Linked DNA regions of Larimichthys crocea: region 1 is linked to region 2. The links are chromatin contacts, called in public Hi-C maps. All regions are on one chromosome and are shown on one strand. The core of a region is the stretch at or near the end of the contact, and the rest is flanking DNA. Distances in the headings are between cores, read along the strand shown.

Region 1 (5,889 bases), core at 11-2,510, 270 kb after region 2:
GCGGCGATCATCTCATTTGTTCAGAGAATCCATGTCATAAATGTTAATCTGCCATTAAAACTGCCTTGTGTTTTAATATTCATCTGAGAAATTAATTAGCAGATAAATGTTTATTTCAAATTAGCCTATTAATTATGCATTCACATCATGAATCATGGAACTTGGCTGCCTTCGACCCACATCAGCCACTTTGAATGACAAAATGTATCAATATCAGTATTGGTGATTTTGACCCTGGCATGACTATTAATCAGTTATTTGACTGAAATAAGATTTACCACCACTTTAACACCGCCATGATCAAATGTAACACTGTTTCACTGTTATGATTTCACTATTTATATGCAGAACCATATTTACATCTCACTTAAATTATATTACACTGTGAAATTTCATTTTTCCTGTATTAATTATATTTACTGTTTTCTATTTCAAGTATATATTTTATAAATTAATTTCTTATTTATGAGTATTTTTTATACACCCTTTGTACTGAGAGCTGCTAGATTGCAAGATAATTGCTTAATTGGCAACAATTTTTGTGATTAAATAACTTTGTAAGTCATGCAAGAGCTGCAACTAACAATAATGTTCCATGTCAATTAATAACCGGGTTATTTTGTCTTTAAATCTGTAAACTGTTCTGTCTGTACGATGTCAGAAGATAGTGACATTTTTCAGTGTGGCATATTTAAATTGCTTGTTTTATCTGACCAACATTTCAAAATACAGATATTCAGTTTATCATATATGACAAAGAGAAGCATCAAATTGGGAAATTTCAGAAAGCAAGTGGCTTTTTTGGTTGGAAAATAACTCAAATTATTAATTGATTATCCGAAAGTTGCTATTTAATCTTCCATAGACTAATTAAATTATTAATTGTTTCAACGTGTGAGTTGTTACAAGACAAACCTACCATTTTAGTTCACAATAAAAAGCTATTTCACATTATTTTTAACGATCAAATTGATGGGGGTGAGTTTCACCATGACTGCATGATCATATGTGATAATTAAACTTGAACCTGGATCAGATTTGAGGCTCATGCTTGGCGCTGTCCATCACCTGCGGTGCTGAAACTGATGCCTCAAACCAGCATTTAACCCATTTTATAAGTTTGACAGCCTGTTACGTGGATAACGTTATGTTTTATATTTTCAAAGTATGGCGGTATAAATTTAATTACATCAAACAAGTGGCCGTCTCGAGCTAGTTGGAGCCAAAAGTGCCAGTTTCCCTTCACCGGCTCACTCCAGTCAGAGCGTGGTGTTGCGTTTTTCCCGTAGCCGTTGCCCCAATTCGTCAACGCCCGTTAGGTAATTTTCTTACGTTACCCGAGCCGTTAAAGGTTAAATTACGTAGTGGGCGTAGCGGCTCCTTGTAATGGCGACCGTGCCGTAGATGTGCCTAGGTTTGTGAAAATGAAGCGAAGAAGAAGTTATTTCTTTTAAGTGAAACACCGAGGTTCCCCGGAGGAGGACTTTGCGTCTACAACCGTCACCTTTACAAGTGGTAAACTTAGCTGTACTTTTGAACTTTTTGTGCCCTTTGAAATGATGAAGCTCAAGTCAAACCAAACCCGGACGTACGACGGGGATGGGTACAAGAAGCGGGCCGCCTGTCTGTGCTTCAGGAGCGAGGCTGAGGAGGAGGTGAGTCCGGGGATGTAGCTGTCTGGCAGGGCCGCGCTAACATTAGTAGCGGTTAGCTGCTCCCAGTCTCATCTCTGTCTCTGTGTGTCGGTACATTTATCGGTTTGAAACGATGACTCACTCCTTTCTTAAACCATCACATTGTGCCCTAAAGTTGTGCATTAAACGTCGGTTTTCAGCTGGTACTTACCCAGGTGTTATGTAAGCCTCTTTAGCTGAGCGTGTAGCAACCCGGAGGAGCCAGTCCGTTAGCTGCATGCTAATGCTAACTAGCCGTGCTGCCGCTGTGGGCAGCCGGCTCTCGGCCAACAACGACCACAGCCCCCCTATGGTACAGGCTGCGGTGAGCGGGGATTTTTATCACGATGAGATGTGGCAGAGTATAAATCACCGTTAACTTTTAAAAGCGGCAGGCTAATATGTTTATTTACTCACGTTACACGCGTCATTTGAAGCGTCCGTGCAACTGGTATTGCTAACTAAACATTGGACTGGCTAAGTTCGTAGCAGCAGACAACACTGGTAGAGATACTGTGTTTTGTTTTGTTTTTTTGCGTTGTTTACGTGAAATTAAACTCGTGATACTAACATTTGGACGATTTATTCGACTGTTTTGGCTGTGTACACATTTCACCACGTAGTTAACGTAATGTGCCAGTCGCTGCCTCCGTGCGCCCTCCCACATAAAACCACTCAGAGTCAGCCTGCAAAGGGTTACTCGAGATCAGAGGCGATTGGGGAAGCTTATGTCCAAGTCAACATCACGCACAAAGATGTCTTTTGTAGTGGAAACATTTAGTTTTGTTTTAAGCAGGATTGTGACTAAACTATTTCCTCATTCTGGTTAAAAGTAAAAAAAAAAAAAGGGGGGGTCAGATTGTGAGCAACATCACAGGAAACACATCTGTGTGACCTGCACGTAAGATAGAAACTCAGCCAAGCGTCAGGATTTCACTATGAACTAACCATGCCTGTGTGCAGTGTCAGTGACTCATGCCTTCTTAAGTAAACAAGTGCCTGAACTGCTTTGAATCATACAGCGAGTTAACTTCTTTCACATGATGTCCAGCTGTCGCTTTCTAGTTAAAAGGTAGCTGTCACATGTTTAACACAGATCACTGAATGTCTTGCTCAAGCAGCAACACTTGTGTAATGTGAAAACACACCAGTGTACACCGAGCTGAGACTGTAGTGCCTTAACCAGTCTTGTTTTGTACTGGACGCTTTTTCAGGTGCTGCTGGTGAGCAGTAGTCGACATCCCGACAAGTGGATAGTTCCTGGAGGGGGAATGGAGCCCGAGGAGGAGCCCAGTGTTGCCGCAGCTCGTGAAGTGTGTGAAGAGGTAAACTGTTTTTTAATATTTATTCTAATGAATTTATGCCTGATTTATACCTGTGTAGACTGCCGCGGCAAACTTCTCTTGACCTTTTGTATCCAAAACGTAGATGCCTTTCTAGACTTAGTGCATAGCCAGGAATATTCTTCTGAGAATGGATTTCCATTAGCGGCGTGGCACATAATATGTATTGTGTTTCATTCCTATTAAATCATGTCTGTATTTAACACTGGGCCTAATACCTTGCTCTCAAAAACCCATTCTGTCAATGCAGTCATCCTGTTTGCATAGACAGACAGAGGGAGAGCCTAGCAACATGTAAGCTGTATCATAGCGTCATGTTACAAAGCAGTGTTTAGGTGTCAAAGGAGGACACACTGAGATTGAACACTGACAAACTAGAGGTTACACTGCAGCACTATCCAATCCCACAAATACGGTAACTGAGGGGAAACAATCAGCTTTCGTTCTTTGTATGTTTCAGACAGGTCTATTTTTGTAGTGGCAGCCTTGTCTGAGGCATTTTTTTAAGTTCCTATGTGTTGAAGATGATGGGTAGCAATAATTAGTAAACAGTTCTGAAGCCTATTGGAAATCGGTATACAGGCCACGTCTGTCCCTTCATTTCCGGTATCCCTCTTGTATACACGCTGTTCACCGTTTGGGCATCAGAAAGGCGACAGGGCACTGAAGACACTGAATCTTAACCGGCTGTCAGCTCTTGGCGGGTCACCCACCGTATAGAGCCTATTCTCTGTGTGTGCGATTCATCCCGCTGATGGATGCCGAATTCATCCTTTATCCTGGCTCCTGCTGCTCGGTAGCTTTTGCGGTTGCAGGACGCTGTGGCTTGCCAACACATTTCCACAGGGTCAAAAATAATGTCGCATCACTACCGAGGTCTGTTAAAAGTCCTAAAAGAAACTCTGTGGTGACTTTGAGTAGAACTCAATGCATCACCATGTTCGCTTCCTAAACCTCTTATTGAACGGTGGTGTAACAGGGCACATCTTAATCCTGGCAAGCTTATTCCGATGACCGTATGAGCAGTGAGTGATTGCGTATGTTTATTGGTTTGGAGGCCTGCCAGGGATAATGGTGAAGAGACCGCACTCAGGAGCAGGCCAAAGGTTACAGATGGTTCCTTTGTCTATCAAAGTGTTCAGCAAAAACTTTGCTTAATGCTCGTTGTCGTATGTCCTGACCCGAAAAAACACAGCGCACTGTTACGTAAGTTATAATGCAGTCTTCGTGCTGTACATCATCTTCCAAAAATGATGCCCAGTAGTCTACAGTTACACGAATGCTTGAGCTGCGAGACATTTTCCATCTCATAAAAACATACAAGTTGACTTTTGGCCTATTACTTAATCCCTGGCATGTCTTTGGGGTTTCTAGTGGTGGTGCTGTGTTCTTTTACATATGATCTTGCTGAAGGCCTGAGGAGTCCAGCACCGAATCCACAGTACAGTGCGTGCAGTCAACATTTTATTTATAGACTGAAACCTGAAGAAGAAGCTGCAAAGGTGTCAGCAAGTGGTCTGGCTCTGCATCTAAGCTTGACCTACTATTGGGAGTTTAATTGTACCTCGGGGATTATTTTTTGTTATCACAAGGATACGTTTAAAAGCAACCAGTAGCGGGAAACATTCAAGTTATCGTCTGTCTAGGAAAGGTTGAGGCTTAGCCTAGGTTTTGGGATCATGGGAAGAGTAACGTCAACCTATGGCAAAGTGGTTATTCTTTTTGCTTCTGACCTTTTGTACATGATCTTTTCGATTGCTCAAAACATCTTGTAGAGAAACCCTCAGTATGTGACAGTAAGTGATAGCTACATGTTTACACAGGCCTAATATAATTTAACCACAATTGCACCTGTAATTTGAATTAAAATAGGTCATGAAAGTTCAAAAACCTGATTTCCAACCAACTCTTTGTGATTATAAACGAATAAAAACAATCTCGTGATGTAATTTAATCAACACAAACTAAGAGTCAGCCACAGGGGTTAAAAAAAGAATTGGAGTTTCTTTTCAGTTTATTAGATTGCATTAAATTGTACAGGTGTTATGTTTTGACCTCCTGAAAACTAAGGCCTTAGTTTTCAGTTATAACTGTAATTTATGGTGTGTATTTGCTCACTATTTTAATAATTTTCCTTTATTTTTACAGGCCGGTGTGAAGGGGACTCTAGGTCGCTTAGTTGGAGTATTTGAGGTAAGGTTTGTTTGCTGTTGACTTTTTTTTTTTAAGTCTTAAATGTCAACATACTGTGTAGCTTGTTTGTGAATCAATCCAATATTTTTTCCCCCTGACCCTCTACAGAACCAAGAGAGGAAACACAGAACCTACGTCTATGTTCTTATTGTAACAGAGGTCCTGGAGGACTGGGAGGACTCGGTCAACATTGGTAAAGTACTGCATTTGTTTACTTGTTAAAGTGGGGATCATACGGACAAAGTTCTCAGGCAGTCACATGCTGTCTGTAGCTTTAGTTTTCTTTCCCAGGCCTTTCCCTGAACATTACAGTTCAGGGATTTTCTTGTGAGCGGAGATAAAAACACCAGCTTTGTTTATGCCCTTGTGATTTTCACTGCCATGTGCAGTACTGATAATTAAAACCTATTTTCATAATATATATATTTTATTCTAATGCTGTCACTCACGCGTCTTAACCTGCTCCACAATGGTGTCTTGTTCTGTCAACAGGGAGAAAAAGGGAATGGTTTAAAATAGACGATGCCATACAAGTGTTGCAGTGTCACAAGCCTGTGCAGGCCACCTACTTCGAGGCTCTCCAGGAGAGTTGCCTGACCAGTAATGGAACACCTTTGGTGGCCACGATAGGTGGGGACCTCTCCCCTACCTACAGCATCAATCAGAGCTCCGTCTCGGGT
Region 2 (6,001 bases), core at 1,145-3,644:
TAATGTCCATAACGTGACCATCTACAGTCTGCGGCTCACGCTGTCCTGTAATTTCCTCATCTTCTTGCTCTTCTGGCGTAATTTCCTCTTCCCCCTCCAGTTCTGCTTCAAGTGGCTCTTCTTCCTGCATTGCCTCCACTTCCTTTGCCTCCTCATCTGCTTCATCTTCAGCATCCTGCTGCTTGGCCTTTTCTTCAACATGTTTTAGCTTATCCTGAAGCTCAGTGGCATTCTGTCCTGTAGTGGAGAAGAACTCTTCTGCTGCTGCTGGATCGTCCTTGAGATAGATAGATAGTTTATTATCCCTAATGGAATTCAATAGCTGCATCTTTAAAAACAATGTGCTACCACAAGATACTTTAAATGATGAGGTATCTTCAAGAATAGTCTTATTAAAAGCAGCAGGGTTATACCTGGGTGTGGAAGGTCTGCGGCTGAACCATGGCACTGCTGTGGAGGGTCTGTGAGGTCAGAAACTGCTCGTCCAGACTCCTCTGCACTGAACTGAGCATCACTTCTAATGCCTGGGCACCCACAGCCTGCTCAGCCTCCTCAAGCCCACTGATAAACACACACACAACATAGATTTATGCCTTAATGCCTGTCTTTGGAAAGTCAGCAAGTTCAACAAAATAAGACACTGTATAGACGTGCAGATAAATTCAAACTGAGCTTACTTTACTGCAGCTGTCTTCTGGTTGTTTGTGTGAAGTGCAACATTATAAAGGTGCATTGACTCTTTGAGCTCATTCAGCTCTGAGACGTGTCCCTCTAACCGTGCATTAAGACCATCCATTGATGCAATCTGCTCGTCAACTCTGGAATATGCACTTGCCACAGCATTGGTTAGCCCAGTCACATTTTCAACCAACGCTGAGCTGGAGTTCAAACTGGCCACTACGCTCTCCTTAAAGACTTCAAACTCCTCACTCCGGCTCTTGAATATGTCCTGGAGAGTTGTGAAGGATAGGGAGACCTGCTTTATCTCAACCAATCTGGTGTCCATCTCATCGTGGAGGTCTGAAAGCTGCAAGTAGATGTCAGAGTTCATCAACTTCTCTGATGCTGCCAGAGAGACCGCAGCACTCTCCTGAGCCTGTTTTTGAGCCTCCTCCAGGGCAAAGATCCTCTCCTCCACATCCCAGTCTGTTTCAGTCTAAAGAGTGAGAGAAATTATAGAATAAAGGTGTTTATTATGTGGTTTGACTCAGTTGAAACATTTATGTCAGACTGAGCTGTCATACTGCTGTAGCAAATTGAGTTGTGAGATATGAAAAATACTGTAGCCTACCAAAAAAAGATATGAATTTATCAACTGTCAGCAAAATTCAAATATAGTTTATACTGTGGTAGCTATTATTTGAATATCTCTAGGTGAATTCGGCTGTTGTGAGCAGTGTTACAAATCACCCTATAGCAATACTAGATGTTTATATCATTTTTGTCACATATTTAATGTCCTAGATAAACCAGTTTCAAACTACTATAGTTTGCGATACAAAATAACCTACATGTATCATTTCACTAAAATTACTTTTTCATGATTATATGTGACAAATACATTGAATTGAATGACAGACTATAGTAGTAATAACTGCTTTTAATTAAAGCTATCTGGCATGATGCGTATTTCACAATGAGGGCCTGAGAATGTGAACATGAAGCTATTCACAGTCCTAAAAAAAACAACAGGTGTTACTATGTCAAGTCAGTCACTTTAACATGTCTTACAACGTAAGCTTTTCAAAATAACCTCCTGACTAAAACTTTCATTCATGTTACCCTACTGTATACATGGCACGAACTACAAATGAGGTCGGTTTGTTTCGTTATACACACACTAAATTGTTCATTCGTTCATGTTTACACACTCAACAAACTCACAACGTAGTTCATTGTTTTATTTTGAAGGAAAAATGCCAATTTCCGGTGCGTGACGTTCTCTTTAACTAGCTTACACACATTTTACCGCCCTCCCGTCCTGCAAGGCTGAAATTATGTACTCGAATGATATTAGATATCGACTCAATTTCACTTTATTACACGATAAGCCAACAGAAAAAGATATTTTTTTAATGAGTTTTCCAAACGAGCAGAAACCACAGGTGAGAAAGTTAAAGACTTACCTGTGCGTGCGTCATCACCATCACCTGCTGCAGGCTCGTGATTCTCTTTTGCATCGTTGTACAAGACTCTGACAGCTGGGCGAGGCTTTGCTGCTGTTGTACACAGAACCATCCCATTACAGAGGCCCCGACAGTAAAGATGATGAACAACAAAGCTGGAGAAGCATGGGAGTTCCTCTTTCTTCTGGACTTTGGTACCGATGAGTCCAACAAAATGGAAACGTCATCTTGTGGCGGCTTCTTGGACTTCCGCCTGGACATGACTTGAAGAGGTATGTGCCTTCACAGCAAAGTGTGGCTTCTGCTCTGGTTTTACTATCACGTTGTCTACAATGCCAGACCCTTTGACCTAGTCAGTCATTGGACCCCCACCCCATAATATTCAAAGCAACTGCTGGGGGTGAGGGGTGTGACAGCATATTATGTAACTGCAGTTATGGTGCTCAGACCCACTACTCAAATGAAATATCAGTGTAATAATACTTAATTGAATTGAAAAGTCCTGCATTCCTAACTCATATTTTGCTTTGTTTCATTTACATTTAAATAATTATCATTCGACACAAAAACTGGCAACATAACATGTTTTATTTCGCAGTGTATGTGATCACATCTCTAGTAAACACAAGCCAGATGATTTCATATCTCCAAAGTTTAATAATGCAGCATATAACCTTATTCCCAAAACACACAATTCATGGGGCGGGTGTGGCTCAGGAGGTAGTCATCCACTCATCAGAAGATCGGTGGTCCGATCCCTGGCTCTCCTAGTCCACATGCCCTGTTCTCGGGGAAGATTTATAAGCTTTCTAAAGTGTGTTACAGTAAGTGTTTAAATAGCCGTGCATCACACTAGTGGGAAATTAAGTAGCTTAAAATGAACATAAGTTGTCACCAAGTCAAGGTATAATTAATGGTTGGTTAATTTCTGGTCAGCAGCTGCATCTCTTCTTCACTCTGTAAAGGGACATATTGATACTCTCAGGTTGTTTTATCATCATACTGCACACTTGAATATTTCATTAGTTTCTTTACTGAAAAATGTGTAATTCTTAAAACTTAACCAGGCATAAATACCTCTGACATTCAGCATCATTGAAGACTCAGACGTCCCCAGTTTGTTCTCAAGCATGACTTTGTATTCCCCGATGTCTTTGGGTCCCACCTTTAGGATGAGCATAGAGCAGACTCCACACACATTGGTGATGTAGTAGTTTGCATTCACGTTCAGGCTGATGTTGTTGCGGTACCATGTCACACGTGGAGCTGGATTACCCTTAACCGCACAGGTCATGTAGCAGTCGTAACCCTCTGGAGGTGTACGCCTCTTCAGGCGGACGATAAATGATGGAGGTGACTCGAGGTCCAAGGGTTTTCTCTCTCGTGTGTTTAGTTTGAACTTTTCTGAAATGCAAAGAAATAAATGTATAAAGTTTAAGGTTTTACACAATTGCAACGACTGAGATTACAAAAGTGGACAACTTTCCCTAAATTAATGTAGAATCACTAACAATGCTTTTGAGAGTAGAAGTCATGTTAACGGTTGTTTCTCAGACTAAAAGTAAAAAGCGACTTTTGCCTCTCTCTCCGTTGCTTTTCAGAATTCATCACTGAACAACGTTTTAGTGAAAGTGATAATTGATTCAGATATAATTCAACCGGATGCACAAACCTCTTTGCTTCTTGGTTTCAAATGGAGGGGACACAGAAGGTGGTGAAAGACCCATATCATTTTTAGCAAATACTCTGAAGTTATACTCTCGTCCAGGCAAGATGTTGACAACTGTGAACTTATTGTTGAAGAGGTTGTCTCCCACTGTCCTCCAAGTGCGTTTGACGGCGTCCCGCTTGGATATCATGTAGTGCAGTCGGTCATCTCTCTTCTCATCTGGAGAGGAAGCCCAGGACAGAGTCACTGTCCCAGGGATGTTCTCATCCAGCTCAACTGGCCCTGGAGGCTTCGGATCATCTACAAGATTTAGAGTAACAGAGATGCAGGGTTAGTATGCTGATTTTCAATCTGAACCCTACCATTGTTATGTAGAAAGGACATGAAGGTTCTAGTCAGAACAATGATGTCCTTATATTAGCTCGAAACAGATGGCAACAATGTTATGGTAAATCATTTTTACTAAGATTTTAACTAACATAACCATGGAAACATATTTTTCATGGCATTTTTGATAATATAAAAAACTTTGTCATGTTATAGAAGAACCTAAAAGAAAACTGTCCTCTGTTATCTGTTGGCACTGAATGTGCTAGATTACTTGAGATTATATTTAACTGAACTCTTTCAGTCTACACAATGACAGTAGACTGATAGTTAACTGCATGAAAAATTACTTTTAACTGTGCATTTAAAAAAACAAAACAAACAGAATAATGATTTTGTTAAAAGTATAAAACAAAGGAAATCTAACCCAAAAGAATCTTTATTTAAATATGTAAATTCATCTTGAAATCAATATGTCTTAGAGCTTTTAACCAGAACATTTCTCATTTAGTGCTTAGTTTAAAGATCATCTTTCAACAGGGGTTACCACACGTATATGGGGGGTTCTGATGACAGAGATTGGTACCCTCCTTTCTTTTAGAAGCTTGTCTGTAGTTTATTTTTGTTGTTTCCTTTCTTGTCTTTTTGTGTGTTTTAGTAGGTTTCAAGATTGTTGAGAGAATGACGTACATGTCCTGTATAACCCCTATTAACCTCTCATGTCTAACCTCCGATTATGTCTATGTGAAACAATAAATACTTCTTATATCATACTTTTCATAAATTCATAACAATCATGTCTGTCCCTGAAAAAAGGCATTATTGTTTACTGCACTAAAATAGTGAGGAAGGAGGAAGGAAGGAATAGCTAATGAGGTGTGTCTGTGTGTAATATCTTTTTTTACCAGGTCATGAACATTAGTAGTTCATGGTCACACAGTGATATTTACCTGTAACTCTGACTTCAACATTGAAGCTCTCCTGGCCGACAATGTTCTTGACAGTAATGGTGTAAATGCCAGTGTCAGACCGTTCAGATGTGGGGATTAACATTTGAGAACCTTTATCAGAGTTGGTAATTGTCACATGTTTGGGCACAGGGACACCATCTTTTAGCCAAGTGATCTCTGGCAAGGGACAAGCCTGTTGACAAGAAGAACAGTATCAGAAATCAATCAAAAATCTGGTAATGGTAACTTGAAGGCATACACAATTAAAAAAAACAAAACAAAAAAAACATTCTCTGATGAATGAATTAGTAAGAACGTCTGGCACAGTACCTCAAAGATGATGTTCAGACGGACGGTGTTTCCAGATCTTACCACCACAAAGGTCTTCATGTTGTGATCTTTAAACTTTGGCCTGACTGTGAAGGTGAAATATAGAAACAAATGTTAAGGTTCTTATACAGTTTAACAAACTGTATGGTAGTTTTACTTATTCCTATTCCTATTATTCCTATTCCTAATTTGGCATAAGACATTTTAAAAATTGATCACAACAGTATCTGTATACAGTAAATCCAGATCAATTTCCGATTCTTTATTTTATGTTATCCATTGTCCTCTCCAGGTAGAGCAGCTATTCAAAATAACACAATGTGATCTGTTACTGGAACCTATTTCTATCCTACAGTGCTGCAAACGACTGAACTGCAGGGTGGCAAGACTAAATAAACAGTAGCCTGCAGTTTCAATACACACGTATACGCAGCCAGTATCAGTGATGTGCATGAAACTCCTTTGCTTAAAAAGAACAAAAACAAGTTGCTTTGCCTCTGTAGTGGTGTTTTCATGTTTTACTTTTTAATGAACACCTTTCCCATCATAACTGTCTTGTCACAATCCCACCCTTTAACTCGGAAGAAATGAAAGGAAAG

What was found. A called contact is a pair of places that touch in the nucleus more often than the background predicts.
Region 1: a Hi-C map of muscle shows a contact between it and region 2, with 2.7 times the contacts expected there. The contact joins the promoter of nudt3b here to the promoter of LOC109141608 in region 2. A contact is called at or near these places in 2 of 7 Hi-C or Micro-C datasets (both in muscle).

What each region holds. Positions count from the first base shown.
Region 1 is chrVI:7,332,755-7,338,643 of L_crocea_2.0, forward strand. nudt3b (nudix (nucleoside diphosphate linked moiety X)-type motif 3b) reads left to right here and starts at 1,261. Exons shown (of 5, transcript XM_010742568.3): 1 at 1,261-1,655; 2 at 2,888-2,998; 3 at 5,165-5,209; 4 at 5,318-5,402; 5 at 5,702-5,889. The coding sequence starts at 1,557.
Region 2 is chrVI:7,059,190-7,065,190 of L_crocea_2.0, forward strand. LOC109141608 (neurofilament medium polypeptide) reads right to left here and starts at 2,395. Exons shown (of 4, transcript XM_019272626.2): 1 at 2,127-2,395; 2 at 678-1,156; 3 at 414-561; 4 at 1-277. The coding sequence starts at 2,387. It overlaps LOC104918393 (immunoglobulin-like and fibronectin type III domain-containing protein 1), which reads right to left. Exons shown (of 24, transcript XM_019272620.2): 20 at 5,403-5,488; 21 at 5,073-5,265; 22 at 3,799-4,095; 23 at 3,204-3,530; 24 at 2,731-3,083. The coding sequence ends at 3,079.